Regions from separate parts of the Mus musculus genome. Here region 1 is linked to region 2. Evidence: chromatin contacts called from public promoter capture Hi-C data. All regions are on one chromosome and are shown on one strand. The core of a region is the stretch at or near the end of the contact, and the rest is flanking DNA. Distances in the headings are between cores, read along the strand shown.

Region 1 (5,297 bases), core at 2,397-4,896, 3.8 Mb before region 2:
AACAAAAAGACAAAAAAGAAGAAGAAGAAGAAGAAGAAGAAGAAGAAGAAGAAGAAGAAGAAGAAGAAGAAGAAGACCTGAGATCAATTCCAGCATCAATATCAGACAGCTCACTACCATCTGTAACTGTAATTCCAGAATCTGACATCTTCTTCTGACTCCCTAAGGCATCAGAAAAACATGATACATACACATACACACACACACACACACACACACACACACACACACACAGAGGCAAAACACTGATACATGCGTAATAAACAAACAAAACCAAAACTAAATCTGAGTGTGGCAGGTATGCTGTCACACAGCTATAATCCCAGATACTCTGAAGGTAAAGCAGGAAGATCAAAAATGGAAGCCTACAAAACATACGCAAGTTCAAGACTAGAGTGGGCAACTTAAAAGATCTTAGAGATACAGTTCAGTGGTAAAGAGATTGCCTAACATATACAGGCCATGGATTTTATCAAGATAATTCAGATTTCTTAAAAAAAAAAAAAACAGATAAATATGAGACGCTTTTAATGTCCATAGGTGAGGAGAAGTGAGAGGGAACTCACTTGTGAGACCTCAGTATGTAATTTTAGTCGGAGGTTCAGGAATTCATGGTCATTCTCAGGCACATACAAGTTCCTGAGCAGACCCAGATTAAGTGATAGACAGAGACATAGAGACATAGATATAGCTACAGATCCTTCTCAGAAACAGCAAAGCCCAGGGCGCCAGGGATGCCGAGACTGAAGGGGAGGATGAGGGAGAGCTACAAAGAGAGACCCTGCCTCAGAAATGAAAATAAACTTTCTCCTAACTGGATAAAAGTCACAGAGAGGTAGAGTTTGGGATTAGGTGAGTGTTCCAGTGGCTTCTTTAAACCAGCTGTGTGATATTCTATTTCTAAATTAATTAAAATAAGGTGATTCTAGCCAGACAGTAGTGGTGCACGCCTTTAATCCCAGCACTCGGGAGGCAGAGGCAGGTGGATTTCTGAGTTCGAGGCCAGCCTGGTCTACAAAGTGCCAGGACAGCCAGGGCTACACAGAGAAACCCTGTCTTGAAAAAACAAACAAACAAACAAACAAAAATAATCTACCAGATGCACAATACCAGAAAGAAAAGGCCACCTCTCTCCTAATTTTTCAAAGAAGCGGATTTAACAATCTAAAGTACCTAGCACCGTGATTCCTTGGCGCACAATAATCAAGTGTTTTTCTTACGTTGTACTTACCGCAGGGTTTGAGGCGACTAAGGAAAACTCATGAGAGAGATCAAGCTTAACACCATCAAAATTGATTTCCAAAGGCCTTGCAATTGGGTCAGCACTAAAAACGTAAGACGGTCTAGGCACTCCATCTGGATTCAAGTGAGATTCCATCCTGCGAGAAGAAAAGCAACCTCTGTAAGCAGCCTTAATAAATCAGCACGCAAGCCGCCTACAATGTTAAGTCTACTTGGAACTCCTGGGAACTTGGATGCAGTTGAGCTGACAGACTACCATGCACAACACTCTGGGTTCCATCCCAGGCATACACGGGGTATGATGGCATGGCTCTCTATACTCCCAACACGTAGGGAGGTTGACCTGGAAAATCACCAAGTTCCAGGTCATCTTAGCTACATAGGGTGTCCAAGAACAATCTAAGCCAAAGACCTTGTCTCAAAGGAAAACAAAATAAACAAAAGTAAGCTCGATAGGACAGCATGAGCTCAGACCACCCACCCCGTCTGCAAAAAGTAGGTAAATCTGTGAGTTTGAAGATAGCCCGATCCATATAGTGAGGGCCTGTCTCAAATTAACCAATTAATTAACATAAAAAATAATTTGTGTGATCCAATTTTATTAAGATTTATTTTTTTCATTTTATGTATATGAGTACACTGTTGCTGTCTTCAAACACACCAGAAGAGGGCATGAGATCACATTACAGAAGGTTGCTGGGAATTGAACTCAGGACCTCTGAAAGAGTACTCAGTGCTCTTAACCACTGAGCCATCTCTCCAGCCCATAATCCAATTTTTTAGGTAGATTTACCCAAAGACATGTCATGAACAATGCAATTAGCAAAAGAAAAAAATATGAACTGTTCACTTGGCCTGATACCCTCCTCTCACATGTCAAACAGCAGAGACAGCAGGGATGACTTAAGATCTTCTGCTAGTCTCGTTACTTAGTATCTCCCAGAAAATTGTTGCAAACCAAATTTTAACATTTAGGACTAAAACTCGGTTATTTGCAAAATAAATTCCTATTTATTTTCCGATTATAAGTAAAAAAGTGAAATAATGCATATAAACTTTACATTTAAAATAAGAGAATTGGGTCCTAGCCCAGTAGGATGCAACTCTGGGTACCTGAGGTACCACAGCCAGAATCTCCAATAATAATGATGATGACGACAATGAAAATCACTAACTGACACATCACAAGGTTGAATGTGAATATGGAATAATGCCATCACTGAACTATTAAATCTGAATTGCACATCAAATCCCTATAGGATAAACCTAACCCTCCACCCCCCAAAAAATTAACATTTAAAATTTTCTAAGGGGGCTGGTGAGATGGCTCAGCGGTTGAGAGCACCGACTGCTCCTCCAAAGGTCCTGAGTTCAAATCCCAGCAACCACATGGTGGCTCACAACCATCTGTCACAAAAATCTGATGCCCTCTTCTGGAGTATTTGAAGACAGCTACAGTGTACACACATATAATAAATAAATAAATCTTTAAAAAAATTTTTTTCTAAGAATCTATCACGCCGGGCAGTAGTGGCTCACGCCTTTAATCCTAGCATTTGAGAGGCAGAGGCAGGCGGATTTCAGAGTTCGAGGCCAGCCTGGTCTACAGAGTGAGTTCCTGGACAGCCAGGGCTACACAGAGAAACCCTGTCTCGAAAAATAAAAAGAAAGAAAGAAAGCAAGCATCTACCAGATGCACAATACCAGAGAGAAAAGGTCGCCTCTCTCCTAATTTTTCAAAGAAACAGATTTAACAGTCTAAAGCACCTAGCACCGGGATTCCCTATTTAAGTAGAAAGACAATCATCTAAATTTGTTTACTCTTCACGACAGGCTCAAAATACAGACCAACGGAAGTAGTACTGGACTAAAACTGACTCACTTCAATTTCCTTTATATACACATAAAACCCAAATATGCTTCTTTTCTAGCCACAAAGTAATGTGACATTTTTTTTTAAAAAAAGCCCCCACTGGACTCAACCTAGAAAGAGATCTTGTCACGTGACAAAACAACTGCTCACCTCCCGAATTCAGGCAACCAGACGTGGCAAATCTTTTTGTGTCTAATAAAACTAGTGTCTGTGAATCTAAAGTGTACCTCCTTTACCGGACCAGGAAACCGAGGCCTAGACAGACCGAAGTCTTCCGCCTCAAGGCTTAACTCGCTTAACTCCCTGAAGCTCAGCCCCACCTTCAGCAGCCCCGCACCTAGACTACGGGCATCACGAGCCCCGACAACGCTGACACGGCCGAGGCGTCGCAGCTTCGTGCCCTCTGTGCAAGCAGCCACCCTCGGAGCCCCCAAAATCGTCAGCTCCTCACTTACTGCAATCGCTGGTCCCTGCACGCCTCCCCACCTGCAGAATTCCACTTCCTCCCGGTTTTCAAATTCAAACAATGGCGGCTCGGCGCCGCGCTGAACCCTGGGAGTGGGCGGGGCTTCCGGCGAGCCCTGGGGGCTGGACCCGCTCGCGGCCGAGTTTCGCCCCCGCCTCCGGAAAAGGCTTTCAAGTCTGGGGGGCGGGACTCGGTGCTCCGGGCGACCGATGGGGCAGTAGCAACGCTCGTGGGCTACCTAGCTGGGAGTTTCTCGGGGCCATATTAGGTTTGACCCTAACGATACCTGTTCGGTACTCAGGTCTCAGGTTCCGTCCTAGACCCGCATGATGACGAGCCTTGCTGAGGCCGCTGTCTCCGCACTGCCTCCCGCGATGCCCCCAGGAGCGGAGGAATGGCAAACTATTCCTCCTATTACACCTCAGAGTCCTGTCATTCCCCGGGGCAGAAAGGACTTGCGACCTGGGACCAAGTTAACTCCCCTCTTTAAGTGATTCTTCTTGTCGATGACGGCCCTCTTGGATGAAACACGTTTTCCTCAAAATACATTTTAGGAGCATATCCTTCATCTTTTTATACCCCCTTTTTGATGTTTCTGAAAGCATAAATCAGCTACCGCTGAGAGGCACTGTGCAGTGCCCCAAAATGTAAGTGCCCATGTGTCCTTCTCCGCTTCCCTAAAGTAACCCTCTGAGTGCAGGGCTAATTTACTAATACATTCATATGACGAGAATTTACTATTGAGGCTAGACTTTCACTTTGAATAAAAATAATGCTAACGTAAATTGAGCATTTACCTTATGCTTCCGCTGGCACTACCTTTATAAAATGGATTGTCTGACTGGTGCTAAGAACCCTTTAAAGTAGGTATTGCTACCGTCCCATTTAATACATTCTAAATAAGTAATGGGCACAAACGTAAATGGAGGGTTGGAGAGATGGCTTAGTGGTTAAGAACACTGACCTCTTCCAGAGGTCCTGAGTTCAATTCCCAGCAAACCACATGGTGGTTAACAACCATCTGTAAAGTGATCCAACGCCCTCTTCTGGTGTGTCTGAGGACAGCAACAGTGTACTCATATAAATCTTTTAAAAAACAAAAAAGCCGGATAGTGGCACATGCCTTTAATCCCAGCACTTGGGAGGCAGTGGCAGGCGGATTTCTGAGTTCGAGGCCAGCCTGGTCTACAGAGTGAGTTCCAGGACAGTCAGGACTACACAGAGAAACCCTGTCTCGGGGGGGGGGGGGGAAGAAAAGTAAATGGAACCGGGATTTAAAATCAGTTGAAGAAGTTTTGTTACCTTAGCTTTTCTGTGATCATATTTTCAGCTATTGCACTTAATTAGAAGGATTTTTGGAACACTAGCTTGACAACCTTAGTGTTTTTCGATCTTGATACAGAATTTATATCTCCTACCACTACCCTGCCTCTGACTTCTTTCATACACACACACACTTCTCCCCCAAACAAAATAATCAAATTTGAGAAGAACTAGTTTGGATAAGATAGTAGATAAGATAAGTAGATTTGAATAGATAAGTAGATACAAGGCCAGAAGGAAAAATGAAGAAAGAAATGTAAATATGAAAGAAAAGAATAAAATAGAGACCTTCCCAGGCTGGAATTTATGTTTTGTTTTTAAACAAAATTTCTATGTAGGCCAGGCTGCCTTGGCCTCTTTCCAATGCTGAAACTATAGGAGTGTACTAGCATA
Region 2 (4,942 bases), core at 904-3,403:
TAACTAAGTGCTTCTTAGTTGAAAACCATTCAAGAAGCCCCAGTGGATTTCTGGATTTGTTCCTTTAAAATCAAAATGCTCTGCCTTTGTTCGGGAGGCAGCATGGCAATCTGATCCGCAGTCAGCTGGAGAACCTGCATGATCAAAGCTGCTTTTTCTTGATCTTGTGGAGTTACCTGGCTTTGCCCAGGGCTAAAACTGCTAGGCTGGCCTCCACCTTGCTTACTGGCTCCTTGCATGCCAGCTCCCTGCATCCCTCCTTGCATGCTAGCTCCCTGCATCCCTGCTTGCATGCCAGCTCCCTGCATCCCTCCTCCTTGCATGCCTGCTCCTTGCATCCCTCCTCCTTGCATACCTGCTCCCTGCATCCCTCCTCCTTGTATACCTGCCCCCTGCATGGTACCTCCAGGATTTCCCACTCCTGCAATATTTGGAACCTGTCTAGGTCCCTGAGGGCCACCTGCCCCCATATTAATAGGGCCAGGACCCTGGATTCCACCAGTCATCGGACCTCTGGAACTAGGGCCAGGGCCCCTCATCTCTAGTCCTCTTGCATCCATGCCTCTGGTTTCCATCGCGCAGGTCTCCATCCTTCTCTCCATTCCTCGTGGCTCCAAGACCTCAGTTTCCATGGGCCGAGTCTCCATCCCTCGAGATTCTCTACCTCCTCTACCATCCATAGGTAGACCTCTCTGATCTATCATGGGACCTCTGGGCTCTCCAATTAGCATTCTGGGATCTGCTGCCAATGGTCCTCCTCTCATATCATGTGAGGCAGGGCCACGGTTGTCATGACCATGATGCATTGGAGGACCCTGATGGGGTGGTCCCATATAGCCCCTGGGCTCTACTTCTCCAGTCACTGAGAGCAAAGTCCCTCCACGTGGGTCATTTGGAGCATCTCCCAGTAGTCCTCGAGGAGGTATGCCACCAGAAGGCATGGGTCCACGAGGCATCGGAGGTCTAGGATCTGATATCTGCATCTGTCCTCGCTCCAGGGGCACTGGACCAACCACTGGCATGCCAACTTGTGGCTGCATTGCTCCTCCTGGAGTTAAGGAACCAGGTCCAGGTCCAGGAACTGCAGCTGGTATTGGCCCCGGAGCTGGAATTCCTCCCTGGATAGAGGTCTGCATCAGAGGTGGAATGTCCTTCACAGGTCTTCTTGGCAGATGCTGAGGCTGAGGGGCAGGAGGATTCTGTTGGTTCAACATGACGTTAGGTCCCGGGCAGAGGCCAGGGGCAGGGCCGGGGCCAGGGCCGCCAGGCCCACTAGGCCCAGGCCCACCAGGGCCAGGCCCAGAGACCGGCTGAGATTTGCCTGGGATCAGTGGTGTGACATGTATCTTACGATGCAAAATTTTCAGTGCAATCTCTGGATCCATGATTCTCATCACCACTTGTGCCTGCAGCAAAGCATACGCCAACTGTGGGTTCTGAAGTAGCATGTTTCGAGCTTCCTGGTGACTGTTCTGGACACACAACTTCATCTGCTTCATGAGCTCAAACATCTGCTCTGGGGGCAAGCTGGCGACTGCTCTAGTAATCGATTCTGGAGCATCTTCTGGGTCGATAGGGTCCCCATAGGGGGAGTCAATGATGGGGGCCGCCGGGCCTAAGCTCTTTAACTCCTCCTTGTTCTTTTCGCTGGCGGCATTGTCCACCCGAAGCGCTCTCCCACTAAACTCTCGCCCATTGAGGTTTCGCATGGCACTGAGCGCAGTCTCCTGGTCTTGGTACTCGCAGAAGCCATAACCCTTGGGCTTCCCAGTCTCTCTATCGTAGACGAGACGGAAACTGACAACTGAACCAACCTCTGAGAAAATGTCCTTTAACTGCTCCTCCGTCGCCTCATACGGAATGTTCCCCACGAACACCGAACGCAGCGATCGATCCATGGCTGGGTCTCTGACCGCCAAACTCGACATGATTGCTGCCGAGAGGACAGCGGAGATTGAATTCGTCTAAGGGTCGTCCTCTGGCGAACCACACTTCCGCTCTGTAACGGAAGCAGATAGCAAGCTCCGGACAGAAACCTTTCTGTTAGGAATCTGTAGTTCCGTTAGGCCGCAGACACTGCTTCCTGAGACCGGACTAATTTATCTAACGCCTTCCGCCCCGGGCCGTGAGCTCGGTTGTCCGCGCCTACTTACTGACAACAGGATTCCGTTCCATGGTCCTATTGGTCGAGTTTTCCCGGCGTCCCGCCCCCGCTTCCTGCGGGCACAGGATGCACTACGACTGACCTCATTAAAAATGGCCGATCGGGCTTCCATGGGGTAACCGGCAGCGTCTGTGTTTCCACACACTCGGGGCTGTTTTCATTGCGTTCCACCGGCGGGAAACCGCAAGCCGGAAGCTGATTTAAGGCTTAATGTGTTTTCACAGCTTTCGTTTAGTGTAGGATAATAGAAATATTTAAAATTATATCCAATATTATGAGGTAAAAATATTGTTATTTATCCCTTAAAATAGCTTAACAACATTAAACATAATTATCGCAAAGATAAAATAGCGCTTCTGTCAGCCGCAGCCCCGCCCCCAAGCTATGGCTTGTTCAAACTGTTACCAAGTCCAGGGTCTTCCCTGGTATCTTCTGTGTGCGCAGGTTGTTGTGTGATCATTTCTCTCTCCCCTTACAAATTTTAATTGACATCAATGCTAAAGTGGAATTAACTAAAAAGTATGACTGCAGAGTCTGGATTAATCGACTAAACTTTTATTGTACACATATAAGTAGTTGTGATTTTATTTATTATTTAGAGACAAGGTCTCTATGTAGTCCTATCCTGGAGCGCAGGCTGACCTCCAGCTCCCAGAATCCTCCGCTGGGCTTAAAGGTGTGCACCACCACCGCCCACTTCTCTTGCCAGTTTTGTACTTTAAATACTGCCATTTTATTTTAAATGACCAAACATAATTTTCACTGTTTTAACTTGGAAAAAAATTCAAAAAATATCATGGTTTATATTTTGTTTTGTTCTTGGTTTTGTTTTTGTTTTTTGAGACAGAGTTTGTCTGTGTAGCCCTGGCTGCCCTAGAACTTAGTCTGTAGATGAGGCTGGCGTTGAACTCAAGAGATCCACCTACCTCTGCCTTCCAAGTGCTGGGCTTAAAGGAGTGGGCCACTACACCCAGATATGTGTTATGTTAATGTAGATGGTATATTTTTACATTCAGTTGTCAATTAATTCAATAAATTAAGTTATCAGGTATACTAAAACAAATTTTGTTATTTTAATACAGGGCCCTTCTACAGCCCAGGTTGGCCTGAAAAATTCACTGTGTATGTAGTTTAAGCTGTCTTCAAATTTGCAATCCTCCTGCTTCTCCCAGTGTATGCTGGGATTAGAGGCAAGCACCACAAGCCTTATCTTTACCTGATGGTCAAAGAAAACACAGTAACCAACAAACAAAGCAACACGTGGGGCCTATGAGATACTTAAAGGTTTTAAAACATTAAATAAAACATTCACCATAAATTAGGCATGGCGGCTCATCTTTAATCCTAGCACTTGGGATACTTCCAGGACATCCCGGAGCTCTTTATGTCTAGTTCCAAGCTGGTGATGGCACACTGAGAGACACTCAACACTTTAACACTTGTGTCTGTTAAATACTATCAGCTTAGTCCCTTGTAGAAATGGTGTTTAAGCCGGGCGGTGGTGGCGCACGCCTTTAATCCCAGCACTCGGGAGGCAGAGGCAGGCGGGTTTCTGAGTTCAAGGCCAGCCTGGTCTACAGAGTGAGTTCCAGGACAGCCAGGGCTACACAGAGAAACCCTGTCTCAAAAAACAAAACAAAACAAAACAAACAAACAAACAAAAAAACCCAAAAGACAAAAAAAAAAAAAAGGAAGGAAGGAAAGAAAGAAGAAAGAAAGAAAGAAAGAAGGAAGAGAAGAAAGAAAGAAAAGAAATGGTGTTTAATATTTACTCTGAATTACTTTGAGCATCTATCAGTCAAATTAAAAACTAACTGCCAGGCTGGTAAGATGGCTCAGTAGGTAAGGAGCACCCGACTGCTCTTCTGAAGGTCCAGAGTTCAAATCCCAGCAACCACATGGTGGCTCACAACCATCCATAATGAGATCTGACTCCATCTTCTGGAGTGTCTGAAGACAGCTACACTTACATATAATAAATAAATAAATCTTAAAAAAAAAAACTAACTGCCTTGACTAAAAATGTACGTGTTTTCAACAAACAAGACTAACCAACAAAACCACCCAAATCTCTGACATATTTGGCAAATGTGGTATTTACAGCAGGGGTGGTCACACAAGTCTGGAAAGCCTAAGACAGGCTCAGGCTCATTTTGAGCTCAAGGATAGCATGGACTATATACTGAGTTGTAGGCAAACCCGGGATATATGTAAAACCTCCCCTCTCCTTTTAGCTATTTTCAGAGATGAAATTCTACACAAAATTGTAAATACTGTAGTCTTTGTGAGTCTGTAAAGTATATTAAAACACTAAATAAAATAAAATTCACCATAAACTGGGTATGGTGGATCACACCTTTAATCTGAGTATTTGAGACACTTCCAGGACAGCTTGGTTTACATATCTAGTTTCAAGCTCGTTGTAGATACTCTGTGAGGCCCTCAAAACATAAATAAATAAGATACACTTTAAAAGAGTTCACTATAGATAAAGCATATCAAATCTAGACATATTCTTAAGATATTTTGAAAAGTTTTACCCTTCTGAGAATTAACTTGAGGACCTCAAGTCTACTACTAAATTATAATCCCCAGGGACATTTTTTATTTGTCTTGGTCTCTTAAGGAATAAGCGAAACACTCCACAAAGTTTTTTTCTAGTCCCTCCCCCTTCCTGTAGCTTAAAAATAATTCAATTTTCCCTTGGATTCAAGTAGTTCGTCATCCGGACCTTTCTGTTGATAGTAAATCTTTTGCCTCTTAGTAGAATTGTGACTT

What was found. Promoter capture Hi-C pulls out the DNA fragments that hold promoters and counts their contacts.
Region 1: a contact with region 2 is called in a promoter capture Hi-C map of pre-B cells. A contact is called at or near these places in 2 of 39 promoter capture datasets (liver and pre-B cells) and 2 of 484 Hi-C or Micro-C datasets (CD4 T cells and rod photoreceptor).

What each region holds. Positions count from the first base shown.
Region 1 is chr19:34,920,707-34,926,003 of GRCm38.p6, reverse strand. It overlaps Kif20b (kinesin family member 20B), which reads right to left and starts at 3,646. Exons shown (of 32, transcript NM_001362434.1): 1 at 3,571-3,646; 2 at 1,232-1,379. The coding sequence starts at 1,378.
Region 2 is chr19:31,080,052-31,084,993 of GRCm38.p6, reverse strand. It overlaps Cstf2t (cleavage stimulation factor, 3' pre-RNA subunit 2, tau), which reads right to left and starts at 2,153. Exons shown (of 1, transcript NM_031249.2): 1 at 1-2,153. The coding sequence starts at 1,928. The coding sequence ends at 30. The region is part of intron 3 of Prkg1 (protein kinase, cGMP-dependent, type I); the gene reads left to right.